Regions from separate parts of the Hordeum vulgare genome. Here region 2 is linked to region 1. Evidence: chromatin contacts called from public Hi-C data. All regions are on one chromosome and are shown on one strand. The core of a region is the stretch at or near the end of the contact, and the rest is flanking DNA. Distances in the headings are between cores, read along the strand shown. Region 1 has its middle 150 kb from the start of LOC123402657. Region 2 holds the start of LOC123402657.

Region 1 (5,321 bases), core at 1,027-3,526:
CCGACGCCTCCCATCCATAATTCCATTTCCATCCGCACTCAAAGCGGTAGGGAATGGCGGCTGGGCGGATCGCCATCGCCTGATCGCACGCGCGCACGGCGGCACAGGCAGGCGGCGCGACCACAGCCATCTGTTGGCTCAATCCAACTTTAATCCATCTCTGTAGTCGACAGCAGTGGGCATTGCCGCATTGAAGGCTCGCTCGATGCATTCATGTAGATAATTCGATGCGTTCGTATATCTTAATACATCTTTATACTCCGATGTCAATATTTGGCTTTTTTTTCTTGTGTCGAATCTTATCTTAGTTGCGTTAAATCTATGTATTGTTACACACACTGCTGGTTACACGTGTCGATGCATCATCTTCGTTTTCCGTTGCCCAGTAAGCCGGCTGTGCGAGCCTCATCGAACACCAATAGTATGGATACAACAATAAGTTAATTTATCTATTTGGCTTTCTTTTTAGTATATACAAATTTGTAGTTTCTTTGCAGTGAATCATAAATTATTTAGGCATGAGCATTTGAATTTTCCACATGAATTATGGTGATATATTTGGTTATACATGGCAAAAGTAAGGCTATATGCCATGGAAAAATTGACTTTGAAATTTTGAATACACGTTCTTTAAATCCTGGGCCCGCCCCTGTTCATACCTGTCAAGACCACTTCTCGTCTAATGGTCCTCCTTTGCGTGCCACTTTGTGATTTGTCACTGTGAGACGATGAAGAACCAATTAGCCAGTGCGTTAATTAGGACGCTAATTAACTGCAGTGCAAGATGACGTCATTCGGGGTATGGCCAAACCGAGCTCAACAAAAAGGGGTCACAAACATAACTAGACGCACATGAAACCAAGCCCAAACTTTGAATATACTGCTGGACATACCAAATATGATCCCTTAAACATCTACGAACGTGATCAGACATGTCTTTTATTTGTTCGTACGCACATTCATGTTTCTTAATTTTTTCTTCATATGTGCGGTCACTTACATGTGATTGATGAAGAAGGAGGGAGAGAAAAGAAAAAAATGAATAAGGAAAAAAGATCTGGAATGGGGTCGCATCCTACGTAGGGGACTGACCGGACGCGTCCGCGAGCCTTCATATTCTTCTTGTATTTAAAATAGATATAAGGATTCACGGACAACTTAGACATACAGAGATAATATGAAAGATTCGGTTGAATCATTTTTATCTTTCTCTTTTCTGTCCGATCACTAACCGGGCGCGTCCGTGAACGTATGAAGGATAGTTTAATGGGAAAGAGAAACTCCAAGATATTGAAGCGGAATTTTTCATTGTATGGCAAGCTTCGGTAGATTGCGAGCTCAAACTGCAGTTTCGTTTGGTGACGGCTAGGGTGACAACTAGGGTTGTACACAGACGAAGAGAGTGAACGGATTAGGTTACACTCCACACTCGATCACCTTATATAGGTCGTCGGGTAGATGGGCCTGGGCCAGACACACGATTGAGTCCGTGAACAGCCCATTGTTCAACATCTCAGACATTGTCACGTTCGTTTAGTGAACCATCTAACCGTCAAAATTAAGGCTTGGCTCATTCCCGCAACCCGCGGGGCGCGTCGTGTTGGGGTGAGGTATGGCGGCGGAGGAAAAGCACGCGTGGACAACTTCTCTTCGCAAGCTCTCAATGAAAAGTGATAGAACAGTTTTTATAAAGAGGTCTCACTCTTAGTAGTATAGCAGTATGGTACTAAATATTTCATCACTTACCGTATATTCACATGATTAAGATTATTGTCTTATATGGGCCTATGTCCATCTATAATCCAACATTAGTTGCCCTCCTTTTCCAAAAAAAAAAGAGAAATATATAGTTGGCCCCCTATTGGGTTTTCCGCCTTTAATCTAGACTCACCAAAGCCGGTCAAAATCTTTCATTAAAATAAACAACACTTTGGGCTATGCAGGCAGGCATGAAACTACACGGACGCCCCCGCTTGTTCTTTTCCTTTTTCAGGAGAAAAAAGAAAGAAGTCGAAAAAAGGGAGGTCACTGACAGCTGCGTACGTACTCCTGCACTCCAGACCCAGCAAGGCAAGATCCGGGGAAAGGGACAGCCGAAGGTTCGACCCATCTTCGTTGGTCGATCTTGAAAGAAAGTAAACACCATCGTTCGTCGCTGCACGTAGCAGTAGCGTGACTTGGCAAGTATCCGCTCCGACGACGCAAGCGACCGACGACCACCACATCCGAGCCGGCGAAACATGCGGCCAACGCGCTGCCCGCGAGATGTCTGCCCCGCGCCCCCGCCTAATAACGTGCGTGCGCAACAACAACAACTGTAGTACGTCCTCGATCACGATCGCTCGCTTCCTTTTCGACCGTCCCGCTGCTGCCGCGGCGAGTGCGAGGGCCGTGGAGAGCCGTCGCCGTCGAGGGGACACCTGTCGCCGGCTGGAGCTATCCATCCCGCGGGGCGCCATCTGGCCGGCCGCGCAGGGTCCAAGCGGAGCGTACGGAACCCGATCGCCCAGGTGTTCGCGGCAAGGATTCAGCCGCGACGCCACCTGTCCTGCCTCCGCGCGTGTGTCGTCGCCGTCAGAACCGGTCGGTCGGTCGGTCGAGTACGAGTACGGCACCGGTCGGCCCGTCGTCGTCCATCGGGAGCAGCAGCTCGGGGAAATGCACCGAATTCGTCACGGTGTTTCCGGTCTTGGTTTTGGGGGATGGCAGGAGTATTCTGTTCGCAGCTTCCGCGTTGCGATTGCATATCTACGAGTGTTTTTTTGGCACTTGTACCGTCGGCCGTGCCCGAGCTTATCCGAAACTCAAGTGCACGTGTGCTCTGTGCTGCAGGGCCGTGGCATAGTACTGATGGTAGTGTGAGTGGAGGGAACTCGAGCCGGACACCTGGAGAATGAGAGAAAGAAACTTCACTCGGTACCCCTGCAGGGACGTTAAGGATTTTTCTACGTACGCCTTGAGCTACGAGCTTCTAGAAGGGCCCGGAGATCAACAGGTTGACGAGGGCGGGATTTGTGTGTCGTGTTGCTGCTTCCGAGCTGCAGCTCAGACCATACCAACAAGTTTCCCCCATGATCGACTTTGCAGAGGGAGAGTCAGGAATCACACGCATGATGACCTCTACGAAAGTAGCATCTGGCATCTATGCAAAATATAAATATGAACCGGGTAAATTATACGCACCACCTATTTGACGCAGGAGTAATGCCAAAATGCCTATTAGTGAAAGGTCAAAGTCACTTTTTTCTCTGTGAGAGAGGACCGAAGCGCTTCGATGATGTTCGCCAAATCATTACTTCTGTGCGTTGTTATGGACTCCAATGCATACACATAAATATTAACATCTTAATATGCCTCCACACATCTCAACATGCGTGCTCTAAATATGGAATATGAAAATATAAATATGAACATGAATTCATTCATGGAGTTGGATAGTCAAAGATACATAATGAACAAAAAATCAATAGCAAATCATGACTAATGGAGATCATCAAGCTATTTGTGAACGGATTCATCACATTGATGAACATTAATACAAACATAGAGAGATAGATTTTTTTCACAATGAATCTTCAAGTGCTCAAATTGCAAACCTTATCCTTGTACCTCTCATGTGAGACGGGGACGTCCATTTCACATCCATTATAAAGTAAGACTTTGATATAATAAAGTAAGACTTCAACCCTTCTTTCAACCAAGCATCCGTGGTGGAGCGAAGCACATTTTGGCTCCATGATCTAGTCGTTGAGGCCTCATCAACGTAGTTCTCCAGTTTCTCCTTCATCAGACGAAGTTCTAGGAACAAGTGATCCATGTCGTGGGACAAGTGACATATTAAAATTAATCAATGATCAAAGTGTATTTGGTCAAAGGGTCATCAACTATTCCTCGCAAAATTTCAACACCATATATTACAAGGTTCATAGGTTTTTTTGCTAAAAAAGATGTTTAGCTAAATTGACAATGGATATAATGATGCCATCTTATTGAAACTTTATTATACCAATTCCTACACACTCAATACTCCAAAAATACACTAACACAAACTTAAAAAAATGCAAATTTGAAATTTCCATGTGTCAATAAGAAGCGGCTAAGTGTGACGAACTTCTTGATCGCACACTCCACTTTAAAAATAGTTCTTTTCCAACCATAATAAATAATCGATTTGTATGCTTTTGATTCCTGAATGCGCCCTACTTTAAACTAAAGCATGCTCAAGCTTTATTAGTCGATGTATGCTACAGATTCCGTTAGGCAACTTCATATGAAACTAAGGTTTTTGGTGGTTCTGTGCGTGATCATTTGGCGTAGTATTTGTTTGCTGTGTCGATTGCATAGACATCATCAATTATAATAGATGGGACAATTCATATTCTTTAATCCTTCTAAGTAAAGGTTTATGCATTATATAGGTTTGCTATGATTGCCTATTGCATCTTCGATTTAAATGCAAAAGATAGGTTGCATGAATGTACCGAAATATTAGTTAGAAATGTATTCCCTCTGTATTGAAGAAAACTATAGGATTCTATTATATTAAAATATATATTGGCAAGTAGTAACATGATTAACTAAATTGACACAAATATCCGTGTGTGCTTGCAACCACCACCAGGAGGATCCCACTGATTCCTACCAATTAGGTTGAATCCTTTGTCCACAATTTTGGCAAGGGCGACTAAAAATAAACTCTCCCACCTCATATGTTAATAACAAACAAACAAGGGACCGTAACAGAGGATGGACCATTAAATCAATTTTAAGTATAGGTGTTATATATTCACTTTTATATTAAGAAGAGTGCCCATACTGAGATGAGCAAATATGTCTATGATAGGAATGAAAGTAGTGGAGCACGGATGTCTTCTAATAGTTACAAGTCATTTACCTACAATTTCTATCGATCATTAGAACCGGGTCCCGCTACAAAGAACAAGCGAGCCATTGTCGCTTTCCTGTTGTCTTCCTTGGTAGTATTAATTTAACTTTCAAACTCGCAGGTACACTCACAAACCTAAGCTAATTTCTCCTAAGAAGGGAGTGTAAAATAATCTTCGTGGACGGAGCTATCAACGACTCTAGTAATACATGGAGCATCATTATCTAGTTATTTTATTTAACCAGTGCATTTCTGCGACAATTAAGCACACAGTAGAAAGGAGAAAATTTGCAGTACTACAATTTGATATCATGAAATTTTATAATCTAAGAGAAAATAATCTTATAATTCAAGAAGTTGTCGTACGCCTGTGTTGTGGTATGAACTTAGACATAAAAGGGAATCGAGTAACCTCTTATTCCAACGTCATCGTTTG
Region 2 (5,321 bases), core at 1,682-4,181, 150 kb before region 1:
GCATGCATGCATGAAGACGTGCTTGTGGCCAGGAACAACGATATTATGCGCAAGTAGGAATAAAATTACACGGACACGTGATGTTCATTTATTCGCTGGAAACTGATTAGGTAGCCGCTGCATGATAATGCATCGGTGCAGCACCGTTTTATAGTACTGTCCTTTAATGTAAATCAACGAGGAGGCTCGTTTTTTCAAAGAGAAAACGAATTGATCAAACCATTGAAGATACGTGCAAGCATCCTGCTGCTCATTATATTATCTCTTTTTGTAGGAAGAAGAAAAGAAAAAGCACAAAGGAAATAGTGCATTGGTAGGTAGAAGACGAGCAAGCAAGTCCTAGTTTATTCCGCTCCCGGTCCGCATGCTTAGCATATACTAGTACAACTCGCCTTCATAGTTCTATAATCAAGCAATGTACTTACACTGGTATATTACACCAAAAGTGGATACAGGAATCTTCCTCGCCGGTTGTGAACATGCGCTGCCTGTCCTGCTGCGGCACCACCCTGTTTACGGCCCAAACCGAGCGAGATCACATGTGAACACACACAAAACCTTTCCATGCATCATCATCCCTGCATGATGCAACGGCTTCCTGAGCCACCACCGTAGGGGACCGAGGGAAGCAGTCAGCACTTCCGTGCTTGCCAGCACACTTTTCTTGCCAGTCATGGAAAAATCGTGAATATAATCCATGATATAACATGTGAACTTGTATATTCAACCAAAAACGTGTCTAATTGTGACAAGAGAGAACAAGAGCTACTGACTAGTGTACTTTGGGTTTAACACTTTGCTTCCGAGACCGAAAATGTTTTTTATGCTTGATTTAATCATTTAGATGTGTAATAATTATGTCACATTAAAATTAAATTACTACCGTTGAACATGAGCGCACCTGAGAGATAGGGTGACCCAGGTTGAGCTCAGCGCGGCAGCAACCGAGCTCAAGGCATCTCTAATATGCTATAAGATATTTGTTGATAAACTTTGTCACCTAAAATATATAATGATGTGGCAATAAATAAATATAGAGAAAGAGAAAAGTTATATATAAATTAACAAACATCTCTTGCATCAGCTCCTAGATTAAATAGAGAGCAATTACATTTATTTTATTTTCTTCTATTAGATAATTTAAATGTAACCATTGTAAGAAAATGACGTTTTGGAACTCCGTCTTCATGGGGGCTGAATTTTTTGAAAAAAATCAAAATTCGAAAATTTTAGTTTCAAAAAATCAGAAAAAAATATACAACTAGACCAGGGTTAGATCCGTGTGTGTGCAAAATTTCAGATCGAAATAGTTTAAAACGCGACCTGCATAAAAAAATAAATTCATAGTCTGAAATGATGAATAATAATATGTGTTAAAACATCTCAGATTTGTCTTTTTTACACAGCCCTCCTTTCAAAGTATTTCATTCTAAAAATTCACATACTTGTGTATTATACATTCATCTATCTATATATTTTTTTCAGAATTTTTTAAAATGTAAAATACATTTTTTTTTATAAAATTTGAAATTTGTTTTTGAAGGCCTTCATGAAGCTCGACCTTCAAAAGCAATTTTCGCCATTTTAATAATATATGATCCCTTGTTGATTGATGATAAGGATAATTTTATCAACAAGACTAAGTACGAACATATTGAAGATGCCCTTAACACGGCTCAGACTCATTCGTATCGCCAGGGTACTCCACGGTCAGCGCTCCGTCGCCCGCCGCTGGACGGCCGAGTCCGCGGTCTACACGCGTCCGGCGTTTACCTGCGTGGCCGTGGAACCGCATGCCCGTTTCGCACCCAACAACAATCTTCCGCAGCTCTCCATCAATTAATCGACCCCTTCTTATTTTAAAGTAATCATGAAGATATATACTGAAGATATGTTTACACAAAACTAAAAGTAACTGAGATGGCAACTGCATGCGTATACGAAGCAAACTGAGCCCAGGCTTCCATCATCGTTCTTTTTCTCATCTTACGACAAAAGAAAATGACAGGTGGTTTTATGTACAGAGGAAATGCAAAGGGCGGATCGACAACAAAGGGTAAATCATCTACTGCTACTACTCCTAATTGGCTAATAATCCATTCGCACACCAAGAGTCAACAGCCTGCCTGCCTGCCTGCCTACCAAAGCAACCAGACACCAACGGCACAGCAAGAAACCCAAGAAAGAAGCAACAGGATCAAGCAAAAGCAGGGGAAGGGGGCGGGGACGGGCTGGGCTAATCTAGCTCTGGTAACTAATTATGCACGGTGGCGGGCGGCGGTTCGGACGGTGTGTGGTCGGTTAGTAGGAGTAGGCGGTCCTGTGCACGGAGCGGTCGCGGAGCATGCCGCGGTACAGCGCCTCCCGGTTCGCCGGCATCCGGTGGTCCGATCCCGTCACGCTTCCCCTGCACGTCGGCTCGGCCGCCGCCGGCGCCGGCGGGGACGTGGAGGAGGACCTGGCCGCGGGGAGCGCGCCCTCATTGTCGACGACGCCCTCGGCGAAGCGCACCCGCTTCTCCCCCTTCCGCCGCAGCTTCCCACCGCGCGGCCGCTTGTCTGTTACGCCAATAATCAAGAAACCTCCGTCAGGATCCCGTGCACAAAGACGAAGAAGAAGAAACGTCACGGGATCAGCAGCGGCCTACCTGAGGGGGAGGAGAGGCATGGACGAAGGGACGCGGGGTCGTCAGAAGCATGGGCGTCATCGTCGAGGCTGGGCTTGGCGAAGCGGCGGAGGGAGAAGAGGACGAGGGAGCCGGAGAGCGCCATGGCAGTGGCCGCGGCGAGCGCGCCCATGGACGAGGAGGAGGAGGACATGGTCGTGGTCGTGGCGTGGCGGGGGTGGGTGAGCGTTGGAGGCTGGCTGGCTGGCAGGTGGCTGACTTGACTCGTGGAGTCCTGCCCTGTTTCGGGTTCGGTGCTGGTTTGGTTGGAGCGCCGGGGGCGGCACTGCTATATAGGGCGAGGAGGGCAGCATGGCTAATCTGCGGGAGGGAGACGGGTCGCGGTGTTTGGACTCAACACAACACCCTGCTTTAGCGAATTCCGTTTCGAATTCACACGGCGCTAATCATTTTACTTTTCCTTTCTGTGATGGCCCGGTAGGAATAGGATGACACTAATAAAAGTACAACGTAATAACTTCCTATACAAGACATAACGTGGGACTCGTTGTCTCGTTGTTTAAAAGGAAACAAAAATACACTAACGTTCTAGATATACATAGCAAATCCCTTTAAGAAAATAGAGGCGGACACTCACAACACGCTCCACACTTATCCGTACGAAGGTACACACTCTACGTAATTAAATGATACACAAACATTAATGTAGAGCTCGGTTTATAGGGAATGCACGTGGTTTTAGGTCATCGATTTGATTAACTAAATATGTGTTATATGTCGTAAAAAATACCATTAGATTCTCAAAAAGATGTGGTTTCTAAATATTTTTTTTATCACATATAATGTATATTTAGTTAGTTAAATTGTTTACCTAAAACTATAGACATGTCCTATAAATCGAGACAAGGGAAGCAGCGTAACGGGATCGAACCACGGGATGCCCAGTCGTGCGGCCACCTACATATAGCAAGACGGTTAGCCATGAGATCTTTCCAATAAAAAAGATGATAAGTAAAAGAATTGCATGTAGACTCAACCGGCGTCCTTCATAACTTTCATGCCATGAAAATAAGAAATGTGTCCTCAAATTGTAACTTATAAGCCCACCAACCGAATAGACGCCACTAATAGAGGCTGAGCCAAAACGGAAGGAAATTAGGAGCAAATCTGAAGGGCAGTACAAAGAGTGACAAACTCTAATATAGGCAACTGAGGTAAAGTAACGAAAAGACTATATTCAACAATTGTTTGGAGCACAATGCTTCTTCCTTGAGTTGATGGCAAAGAAAGACTCGGGAATAACTGTTTTCACCCTTCTCACTCTTGTTGTAGATGTATTGTTTCTTTGCGAAATCTTAATCTTATGATATTCCCTGAAATTATTATCTCTAGCTATGTTTAAAATCTTGATGAACCAAGTAATCAGTTTAGATTGGATACAGATGAACACCACTGAATGCTTCTATTTCTCTTGGGTTGGTGCGTAAGATCATGTGTGTTAGGCCATAGTTAATATTGGAAATACATGCATCATTCCTTTATGAGCATAAGTTCAAAGTTAACATTTCTACACTCGAATAAGTTCCATTTCTAGGTTTAAAGACCATTTTCCCACTCAACTTAACGAAGGTTCTTCGTGGTGTACTCGAGTGCCTCCCTATTTAGGTGAGGTTTGGAATGCTCGACATGGCTCCAAATGACGTCTAGGACAATATAGCAGGCGACTCAACTTTTACTGGATACTTGGGTTTCATAGTTGTTCGAGGTGCCCCAGGTGATTGTGACGGTGTCATAAACTAGGGGTGGCTCAATTGAAGGAGCCCGGACTTAATCTCCCCCAGGGCCCGCGGGGCCTAAAACCAAGGTGGAAACTCTAAGGAGGGCATCAAAGACCTTCTTGCCCTCCAAGACAAAGGGCAACGACTGTACATATGAGACTACCTCTTTATAAACCCTAGGCCTCCTCCGGTTTTATAAGGAGAGTGCGGGCATATAACCCCAGGATTTAACCCGCCCTCCGGGGGCGGGTCAAGCCGCAAAAACAACATGAGAAGATGGGTTGGAGGACTTAGTCAAGCCGCAAAAACAGCATCAATGGTGCGACCGGATGTTCGAGCTAGAGGAAGGAGACGGGGTGAGAGGGTAAAAGTGAAAAAGAAGGGCTTTTGCCCATTTTATAATACTTGAAGGGACAGCTGCAAGGCGTGGGAATATAGGAGATGCAGTAAAAACATTGGTGGGATGACGCCTCGATTTCCGAGACAAGGGTGCATGCAGGAATAGTTATGATGACAATGCAATGGCATTAACTCAAGCGAGTGACGACAGGAAACAGACAGTTAAAATTACAAGCCGGTAGTCGGAGAAATTGTGACAAACGATAAAAGAAAAGATAGCCAGCTCATTTCTTGATCAAAATAGCTTGACGTGAACAGAGCTCAAGTCAACCTGGGACATAATGTCGGGGATATAACCCCAGGGTTTAACCCGCCCTACGGGGCGGGTCAAGCCGCAAAAACAACATGAGAATATGGGCAGGAGGACTTAGTCGACGAGCCACCAAGAGGCCCATCACCAGAAGGCGACAGCTCGAAGACGTACAAGGCAAGAGACGCCAAAAGATTTCCTGACTTGGGAAGAAAGATAAGGTAGATTTGTAGTAGGACCTGGGTGTTTATTCGACCCAGACTCCAAT

Evidence for each region. Hi-C and Micro-C count contacts between places; a contact is called where the count stands out from the background.
Region 2: a contact with region 1 is called in a Hi-C map of leaf, with 5 times the contacts expected there. The contact joins the promoter of LOC123402657 here to the enhancer-like site in region 1. A contact is called at or near these places in 3 of 6 Hi-C or Micro-C datasets (leaf and seedling) and 1 of 1 datasets of contacts at active chromatin or transcription factors (embryo).

Annotation. Positions count from the first base shown.
Region 1 is chr6H:188,641,941-188,647,261 of MorexV3_pseudomolecules_assembly, reverse strand. No RefSeq gene overlaps it. Among protein-coding and RNA genes, the nearest start is that of LOC123402657, 150 kb to the left of the region's middle. Within about 2 kb of position 2,276, at least 3 of the 3 cell types and tissues checked have open chromatin away from gene starts, as enhancers often do. A contact at or near this core is called in leaf and seedling, where this site is marked.
Region 2 is chr6H:188,794,049-188,799,369 of MorexV3_pseudomolecules_assembly, reverse strand. LOC123402657 reads right to left here and starts at 2,931. Exons shown (of 2, transcript XM_045096590.1): 1 at 2,648-2,931; 2 at 1,939-2,558. The coding sequence starts at 2,819. The coding sequence ends at 2,302.